Regions from separate parts of the Mus musculus genome. Here all the other regions are linked to region 2. The links are chromatin contacts, called in public Hi-C maps. All regions are on one chromosome and are shown on one strand. The core of a region is the stretch at or near the end of the contact, and the rest is flanking DNA. Distances in the headings are between cores, read along the strand shown. Region 1 has its middle 29 kb from the start of Gm31552. Region 2 has its middle 220 kb from the start of Gm31610. Region 3 overlaps 7530428D23Rik (RIKEN cDNA 7530428D23 gene).

Evidence for each region. Hi-C and Micro-C count contacts between places; a contact is called where the count stands out from the background.
Region 1: a Hi-C map of myocytes shows a contact between it and region 2, with 4 times the contacts expected there. The contact joins two enhancer-like sites. A contact is called at or near these places in 1 of 484 Hi-C or Micro-C datasets (myocytes) and 1 of 115 datasets of contacts at active chromatin or transcription factors (heart atrium).
Region 3: a Hi-C map of myocytes shows a contact between it and region 2, with 3 times the contacts expected there. The contact joins two enhancer-like sites. A contact is called at or near these places in 2 of 484 Hi-C or Micro-C datasets (the N1E-115 cell line and myocytes).

What each region holds. Positions count from the first base shown.
Region 1 is chr3:20,791,372-20,794,728 of GRCm38.p6, reverse strand. No RefSeq gene overlaps it. Among named protein-coding and RNA genes, the nearest start is that of Gm31552, 29 kb to the left of the region's middle. Within about 2 kb of position 2,033, at least 10 of the 459 cell types and tissues checked have an H3K27ac peak or open chromatin away from gene starts, as enhancers often do. A contact at or near this core is called in heart atrium and myocytes, where this site is marked.
Region 2 is chr3:21,270,806-21,274,168 of GRCm38.p6, reverse strand. No RefSeq gene overlaps it. Among named protein-coding and RNA genes, the nearest start is that of Gm31610, 220 kb to the left of the region's middle. Within about 2 kb of position 1,783, at least 10 of the 459 cell types and tissues checked have an H3K27ac peak or open chromatin away from gene starts, as enhancers often do. A contact at or near this core is called in heart atrium and myocytes, where this site is marked.
Region 3 is chr3:21,760,036-21,763,027 of GRCm38.p6, reverse strand. All of the region lies in intron 1 of 7530428D23Rik (RIKEN cDNA 7530428D23 gene), which reads left to right. Among named protein-coding and RNA genes, the nearest start is that of 7530428D23Rik, 39 kb to the left of the region's middle. Within about 2 kb of position 1,632, at least 47 of the 459 cell types and tissues checked have an H3K27ac peak or open chromatin away from gene starts, as enhancers often do. A contact at or near this core is called in myocytes, where this site is marked.

The sequences.
Region 1 (3,357 bases), core at 784-3,283, 480 kb after region 2:
AGAAGACATTACAGTCCAGATAGCCACAGAAATGTTTTCCAGGTATGTCTTGATCTGTAGGATGGAGCTTTACCACACCATCTACCAGATATCCTCTGGCAATTGGTTGGTTGCAGTTTTTCTATATCAGTCTAAACTTTGTGTCTGCAAACATTTGTGCTTGAATCTTTAGGCCCTAAATAAATCTTCTATTTTTGTACCTCCATCAAGCAGTTGGCCAACTGATATTTCAAAATAGCATCTGATGGTCAAATGAGTAGCACCATCTGTTCCAATTTAGAGGATTCCTTGGTGGCACTGTGACAGCTGTCTGGCTCTGAGTTCTGAACATCAGAACTCGTTTGTCAGAAAGGACTTATATTCAGTGCTGTAGCCAATCTCTGTAAAGGGGTTGATTTTTCTATAAATACAATAACCAATTTTTATAGGAGTCAGATTTTTGGAAACTATTTTCTATGTTTCAGAATGTAACTTCTGAATTAGAATTCCACAAAAGAAATCTTAAATCCCACACCTTCTAGTCATGTTTTCATATGTGATCAGGCATTACATTTTCCCTGAGAGCCTAATTACTCTTATTTAATATATGATCCTGAATAAACTTGGTTATACGGTTTGTGTGCAAAGGTTATCATAGATGCCACAAGCTAGAATTAGATATGAAAGGCTTAAGCTGACTCAAAATCGGTTATGGGAAGAAAATAGTCTGGTGAATTATTTGGTAGAAAATATTAAAACAAAGAGAATCATTTGCCAGTACTACAATGACACATCTGTGTAGTCATTTAATTAATAAATGCCTGCTTCCTATGGCACAGACACTTTTCTAAATACTGGAGTCTATAAAAGGTTTAGTAAGACAAGATCATTTTACTTAAAGAGTCTGGAGTCTAGTCAGATGGGGTATCTCATTAATAATGCAAGGCAGATTATTCCAATACCATTAGAAAAGCAGATAATTTAATCTGAGAGCAGAGACTAAGCAATACTTTTAGGACCCAAGCACAGGGGAAATTCACTGTGGCTCCAGTCATTTAAAATTTACTTCAAAAAGAGCTGTAATATCTGAGCATACAAATGCATAGAGCACAACATTCCATGTAAATAAAAGCCAGTGAGCAGTCAAGAAAGCCTAAAGGACCTTGAAAAGCAAATAAGTAATTTGAGTTCTAAGGCAGGGCAGAGGAGAGGGCTGCATCTTTGGTTTTCACTGGTAGATCCCCTAGTAGAGTGTTTATCACCTGACAAGTTCTTAATATTTTAAAAACAAATTAATGAGGAGTTAGTTGTAGTGAATATACAGTTTTTAACAATTGATTACTAACCAAAGAATATACTACTGGGGTTATGGGCATAGTTCTGTGGTAGAATATTTTTCTAGCATGTCTAGATCCTGGGTTCAAGCCTGAGACATGGTATAAAACCAAAATGATAATTTGACAGCACACACACACACACACACACACACACACACACACACACACACCACTATGCAAGTATGCAGGATGTTAGGATGTTTTCGTTTTGAAATGATTCCTTGTGGCTCTTTATTGTCTGTTTCCCTAGCCATGTATGGCCAAATCCAAGTAATCAGACTCCTTCTTGTGGTAACTTTAAATGCCTGCATTAGGAACAGACATATGGTATTCTATTTTTAGAGTTTAATAGGCATGATCTTTGAGGAAAATCTTGTAATATATTCAAAAAATGTTTGACAGAATTAATGTCATCAAAGAAATCACCGAAGTACAGAGTTCAGCCTAAGTTTCACTAGAAAACTGAAGTTAGAAGAAAGGAGTAGAAAATAGAAGGTAGGGTACTTGAAAGTATTGCTGATAAAATGGAAAGAAGATGGATTAAAAATGCAAAAATCAAAAACTTAATAGTATATGCAACATAATCAAACACATAATATTTCTGTCTTGGTCTCAGGACATGAGAGTTCTTGTTGCATTCTGTTAGTTGGACATTTCCCCTTGGAAGACTCCCCCAGGGAGTGGTGGAATGTTCCTGGCATGCAGAGAGAATTTCTAGCAGTCATATTCAGTCTAAAATATCTTTGAGCCAGTTGTTACAGCTTAAGCTGAGGCTAGAGTACAGATGAGGCCAGGCGAAAGTTTGTATTTCTGTTCAAACACACACACACACACACAAATATTTTATTGCTATTTAATACTTTTAATTACTATTTAATCAAGTTAAGAAAATTATTTATACACAATCCAATGCTATTGACCAGTTTGGTATTGGTACCATCAATAGTCCCCTGGCTAACCAAATGTATTAAAGTACTTGCCCTTTTTCATCACAGTGTTTCCCCTTTCTTCCTGTATTATCTATAACATTTTCTGTTTTCCAGCATTTTATCTGAAATAACTTTTCTGTTTGCTAATATTAGTGGCTTATTTATCTACTGATTTCCTTAATTCTATTATCATTTCACAAACCAATTTTAAGTTTATAGGCTTCGTTCATATTATTGATTGGATTTTAATATCTCTTTTAATTTTAACTTTTCTAATACTAGATAGCTTCAGTATTTCTACTGATTTCTACTGATACTTATCAATGCTCTCTTTCTGATGATTATTTGTTTTTTTCTTCTTTTGGTATGGGAGTCCTGGAGTGTCACCTAGAATAAAAGAGTCTTTCCTCCAGGGGTGAAAGCTTAAAGGAGAAAGAAAGCCATACCTTTTGAATCAAGCCAGCATGGATGTCAGTCATATGGTAAACAGCCACATGGGAGGAAAGGAATCTTAGAGAAAGAATGAGAAATCCCAAGAACACAGAGCACCAACTTAGGTTATGGCCAACATCTGAAAGAAAGACAGAAGAGAAGAAAAGAAAAAAATATGCATTTTTTTTGAGTCAGGACTCAGGATGGCACATAGGCCCTGAGCGCAATGAGATGGACATGCTGGGAAGGAAAAAGGCATCATCTTTCAAAGATCTAATTATTCCTTCTGTTTCTTCAGCAAGTATGGCTTTAGGTAAACCTGCTTTCCTGAGAGGAAGACTCTCAACCAGACGATTTACATGCTTAAATCTAAAATTCCCTAAGGGAGGAGACAATAGCATATTTCAACACAAAGGTACATTCTATTGTTTTGGCTAATAGGCAATAGCTTTCCCTTAGCAGGCCTTTAATGATGTTGTAACATTTCTTCCAAGTTGGTAAAGTGATAGGATCATATATATTCACTTTTAGGACTCCCTTTTTTCTGATATAAAAATCTGAAACTACAGTTTTCTTAAAAGAAATATTTCAGAGGTATTATACCCATACAGCTTTGCGATGCTGCTCTCATTATCTCTCATTGCAAAACATTACTTGCCCGTTTTTATTCTAGTTTGATA
Region 2 (3,363 bases), core at 534-3,033:
GATTGAGGTTATAGTCCATCATGGTGGAAGGGCAGAGAATTTGGAATAATAGAAAGCTACAGTAGGAACTATGCTACTATGCCTGTCCATATCTGTATGTATCAAGTAGTGGGAAACAATAGAAAGTGGGGCCAAGCTATGAACATCAAGGACTACCCTCTATAGTTCTACTTACTTCAGGTAATCCCCACCATTCTAGGATTTCAATGCTCCAACAATCATCATTATCTGAGGACTAAGTGTTCTAATATGGTAGTTTTGGGGGGACATTCTTCACCTATCCAGTAACAGATGTTAATTTTGATGCCTGATTACATACATGAGCTTTCTGTCTGTGAGGGAAGTTCTTTCTCAGTACCTCTTGAATGATGTACCCTGAGGGAAGTCATCTGCAAAACCATAAGGCAATGTCAGGCCCATGGGAGAAAGCGTGAAATCTGGTTTTCAGAAGCCTGTTAAAAGCTTTGAGAATAAGCAATAGAGCAAGTCCTTCCCGATCCAATGCTTAAAATAACTGCAGTCCAGCCAAACCTTGATTATAGGTCATGAGGGAACAGGATCTCAAACTACTAAGCTAAGCTGATATAGCCAACTTCCGCTGTTTTCAGCCTTTAAAGGATGAGACAATAATTCATGCAGAAAATGATAAAAAATACATTAGTGCCTCAGAGGAAAAACTATACTATAATATTCCAATTGCTATTATGCAATGTTCTGTGAGGAAACACTTCTCATCTGTTGAGTAAGATGACATTTCCAGTGAGTTCATCATTCCCCCAAAGAGCTTTTTCTTCCAGTTTGTTCTCTTCCATCTCCACTTGCTTCCTGGAGCTTTAGCCTTTCTGTTCTTTTAGTTGCAAAGTGAAACTATCTATCACTGTTGAAAAGGCTGAAGCTATTGCTCAGATGGTAGAGCCATTGCCTAATGGTATAGTTGATCTCCATAACTGCACAAACCAGGCACAGTGGTATCCATTTGCCTTTCTAGCTGGGGAAGAGATGTTAAGATCAGGAGTTCAATGTCATCTTTGACTATATAGTGAGTTTGAGGTTGACCTGGGTTACACATGACCCTGTCTCGGAATGATGAAAGAAAGAAAGAAAGAGAGAGAGAGAGAGAGAGAGAGAGAGAGAGAGAGAGAGAAGAAAGAGGAAAAAGAGAGGAGTGCAGAAGGAAGGGTAGCTAAAAGGAGTGTGGTTTTGTCCTTGTATGACCTTAGAATGATTCAAAGTGATGTCTGTAAGGCCCATGCTAGATTGGTGGGTTCTTATATAGTTTTCTATCCTGCTTTACCTTGTGCCAAGTACTGATCACTGTTGTGTGTGATTACCTTAGACCACTGTAATACCAACTTTAAAGGGGCTTTCCCAGTGTTGCACTTAGTAAGTGGAAGGCTGGAATATTTTATTATTGTGGTGGTGAAGATCTAACCTAGTGCCTCTAGCCAAGTGCTCAGTAACCTCCACTATGGATCTGAAATGTGAGCACAGTCCTGACCGTGAGGACCTAAGCCTTCTCTCCTCTAGTCAAGGATCTTCTCCACAGGAATGGGCTGGAGAATCCAGTGGGCTGCTGCCTGTGCCCTTGAAAAGAGGCAGCTGGAACTGACCTTAAATGCCGTTCCAAATGTGGGCGGGCGGTGCTTGAACTAGCTGTTTGCTTTGATTGTCAAGATCAGGAGCACCTGACCATCACAAAGGAAAAATCAGAGGATTGAGACATTTGGCTGAATGGAATGGAAACTCCTGGGTGATGCCTGTATCTAAGACAACCATGTCAAGGACAGAGGCTGGCCATGTGAGAATCCGTCATGTGCTGGAGCACTTAGGGAATGCCTCACAGATCCTGGGTCATCCTGACACCTGTCACTGACTCAGCTATTTTTAGGAGGTGTTAAGAGTTTAAAATGCAGCAAAATCTCAGATTTTAACAAGGGTTTTGGTTCTATTTTAACAATAAGATAGTCTTTTGTTTTTGTTATTGTTTTGAAACAGTCTGTTCTGAAACTCACAGGCCTCATGATTCAGTATCCTAATTGCTGATTGCTGAAATTAGAGGTAAAATTAGCTCAGTGCCACCAGACTGATCTCTAGTCCTCTCCCAAAGCACTTCATTTAACTTCCATCTCTTTTCTTTTTTGGGGCGGTGGGGTGGGGTGGGAGAAGGGTGCAGGGCTTTTATTGATTATAACTCACTACGTAGCTTAGTCTGGCCATGAACTGGTGGCAATCCTCCTGGCTCAGACTCCTGTGTGCTGGGTTTACAGATTTGCCACCATGCCTGGCAAAAACAACTTTTAAAAAGCTAATTGGCACTAGTATGATTTTGAAGTAGGATTTCAGTTTAACATTTTAACAATATTGTTTTTTATCATTTTTTAATTTTACAATTAATTTCTTCAGAATAAATCCTTTATATTTCTTTCTTTTAAAAGTCTGCATAGTTTCTTATCATAACTTTGGAAAACACATTACATAATTATTAAAATAATTTTTCTCATATACAGGCTATACATTCAGTGAAACTGTGATGAGCAAGTTTATCTTCTTTCACTGTCTGGCATCTGAAGGTTCTTTTCACATAATTTCCAGATTTTTTTCTTCCTCTTATTTTTCATTCTTACATCTGAAATGAACACTATATCTAGTAAGATAGCTCAGAAGATAGACCATGTAAGGATGGCTTTGATCTTTAGCATAATAGTATAAGTTTATAATCTCAGCACTGGCAATATAGAGGCAAACAAAAAGCTTTGGTTTTGCTGGCCAACTAGCCTAGTTGACAAGCTACAGGCAACTGAGAGACCATTGAGAGAAGCAGAGACAGAGGTAGAGAGAGAGACAGGGAGACAGAGAGACAGGGAGACAGGGAGACAGAGAGACAGAGAGAGAGGCAGAGGCTGAAACAGAGACAGAGAAGGAGAACAGAGTTTCAGAGACAATACCAGGAGATTTGTTTTGCTGTTCTGCACAAACATGCTTGAGCACTTGCACAAACAGAAACTTTGCACATGCAAGTGTAAGTGTGCACCCCTACCCACCGCTTACATACACAGGAAGGAAAATTAATTGGGAAGAAAATATGAGCAAGCATATTTTGTTTCTTTTCCAATTGCACTCCTCTCAAGTGCCAATTCTCTTCATTCAAGACACAGGGGAACTGCAGCTGTTTGAGAGTGGGCAGAAGCGGGATGGAATTACACGGACACCACCATATGTGTATTGTGTAGAGTCCCTTGATTATTCAAAAAACTTCTTGAAGCTTCCTAGAAAGAATTATTGTTTCAAAGATTTGTGCCACATTTTCATAATAAAATTATTCAGGAAAAATGCTTTTCTGTAAATATTCTCTATATTCTCACA
Region 3 (2,992 bases), core at 383-2,882, 490 kb before region 2:
ACAGTATGCACTTTTAATTGTTGAGCCATCTTTCCAGTGTCTCTTTTATTGTTAAAGCACTATTTCAATAGTAAGTGGTACACTTTCTTTCTCCTTGATATATACATTGTTCTGATATCTTTTAGAAGTAGTCTCCTATGAAACACTCTCATAGGTCAATAATCTTGTTTTTATTTAACTTATCATTATCCTTTGTATTTAACAAGAACAATTTAAAAAAATTCTTAAATGGACAAATGGATTAAAAGAAAGGCAATGAAAATGGTCAAAGTGATACAATATATTTTTTTAAATCCCTTTCTGATCTCATTCTAACATGGGTCACTAATCAGTTAAATTTGAGGTACATACCATTTAAGACTAATTTATTTCAAAGGACACCAGAGTCCTGACAAAAGATTCACAGTGTCTTAGTTTACTCTGAGGCTTCCTGGAAAAGTGGAGTTCAGGAAGGAGAAAGGCAGCCTAGATATGGGCAGGCCATGGCCTTTCCCTCACCTAGGTCCTGTACAGGTACCTAGCAGCCACTGAGAAAGGAAGACATTCCAAGCAATTCTGGGAAGGCAGATTGATAGTCGTGCTGTTAGCTTCTAAAGAATTCTGTAACTCAGCTAAAGCAAAAAATGGCTGGGCTGCAGGTATTTTTGCTGAGGAAGTGGCACCTGTGGTCAGCAAGTCTGGGCAAAGTTCTGCTAGGTTAGAGGTAAGCCTCATCTGATTTTCAGAGAATCTGGGCAAAATAGAATGCACGTCCCAAAAGAAATGAGGATGGGACAGCCACACTGTTTCCTGAAGGGAAAATGGTGTGTTTGTGGAAGATCCTGTGTGGCATATTTGTGGGCTGGGGGGTGGTGGTGAAGCATGTTGGCACGGAGAGTGGAGACTCTAGGGTGAGTGGAAGCTTGCCAGTCTGCCTCAGCTATGATGCAACATCATCAGCCGTGGCACCACCCTGAAAACCACTGTGTTTGGAGCCAGGGATATACTCAGATGTGCCAGTGCCAATGTATTTTGCATCATAATTAAAGCAACATGGCCACTAATTCTTACCCAGAAATTCTCATCTCCTAGGTCTGCAGACAAATGGCTTTTGCTTTCAGGAGCAGGAAACTTTGAAGAACTTATGCAGTCTCCTTCTTGCCTCGAATAAGGTGGAGCATTACTAATGCTGAACCCACAGAAAAGAGACCTGAGTATAAGTAGACCAAAATCTTCCAGACTTCCTACTTTGGCCAAAATAGCACAGAAAGAAGGCTCTAAGTGCTTGGTTCCTTCTAGCCCCAGGTCTCAGTCATAGTCCTATTATCACCGACAAAATTGATGTGCCATATTTTGTTGAGATTCTTTCCTTTAAGCTAAATATGGTGAAGGCCTTCCTAACCATTGAAACATGGGGGTACAGTACTAACCCCACAGGTCATAATGCAAGGAGTATTAGCAATACCCAGGCTTGGATTCTATGTAAGTTGAGTTCTGGCTAGGGCTGAAAGTGGAAACAATCACTATTGGCTTGCAAAAAATTTACTTGGGTGATAATTTGAAGATGGAGATCTTGGCTATGTATGACAGACCACAATGCCTTTAGCCAAAGAACAAAAGCTCAACCCCAAATCAGAATGTTTGGTCTTTCTTGCCAAACAAATTCATGTTTGGGAACTTCTAGGCAGCTGTCTGGGATTACCTACTGCTTAGTCATAGAGATGAAGTATTAGTGTGATTAAGTAGCTGTGTATTCTTCTGTCAAGTTGGTATTTACATCAGGGGTATCTGAGTCCCTATAAGGACTTTCTGTTGTCTGCAGGTGAGGTAGGAAAGGTGGGGTAAGAGGAGACAGTGAAGCTTCTCCTCTGGTCATAACTCTTGGATATCTGTGTTCTTCCCTCTTCTCAATGTCTAAACTTTCATTCCTTCTTGCCTGGGTGATTTATAATCCTCTGACTTCATCTTTCCTCCTTTGACCCTTGTCCTTATCTGAACTCTGTTCTCGTCTCTCCATGAGCTAGCTTATCTTTCAACTAACTTCCTACTTAAAGTAAAACTCAGGCCATGTCTTTGTCTCAATAACTTCACATTTCATAATCTTATACTGAAGACTAGCCACAGACCCTTCAGGACATTTAAAGCTTGTTTTCTATTTGTGTTTCCCAACTGAAATCTTTATATTTTTCCCCCATATTTTTGAGACTTGTTGTAAGTAGTAGAAACAGTGGTGAGCAAAACAGTCCTGTTTCTTACTGCTTCTGTCAGGTCCATGAGCTCAAACTCCCGGATATTCCCTCTGGGCTTCAGCTACTTGGGCCTCAGCACATACCATCCTATCTTTCTGGGAGACTTTTCCTTCCAGGCTCTGGTTAACATACTTTAGGGCTTAGTTTAAGCACTCACTTTCCATGAAGCTTCTTGTGGTTTATGTTCTGTGCCCCTGATGAGGTCAAGAGATTATTCTTGGTTGATAGGGTGTTCTCTACCTCTCATGGTAGTCACTTCTGAATACACAGACTCAAGTTCTATCTTTTCCTTCTTTTGGGGGAATAGCAATGTACAATGAGCTTAAAGATTCAGCTTTAAAAACTGGTCCTAGTTTCATTTCTGTTGCTGTGATAAAATAAAAGGATTTATTTCAGCTTACAATTTTAGATTAGTGCCTATTATGGTGGAGAAGTCAAGACAGGAGCTTCAAACAAAGAGTCACATCATATCCATAGTCAAGAGTGGAGAGGAATTAATGAATTCATGTTAATCTGCTCACTTGTTTGTGCTCACCTTGATTTCTTTTCTTGTTCTTTTTTCAATTTTTTTATTAGATATTTTCTTCATTTACATTTCAAATGCTATCCCGAAAGTCCCCTATACCCTACCCCTGCCCTGCTCCTCTACCCACCCACTCCCAGTATTTGGCCCTGGCGTTCCCCTGTACTGGGGCATATTAAGTTTGCAAGACCAAGGGTCCTCTATTCTCAATGATGGCCGACTAGGACATCTTCTGCTACAT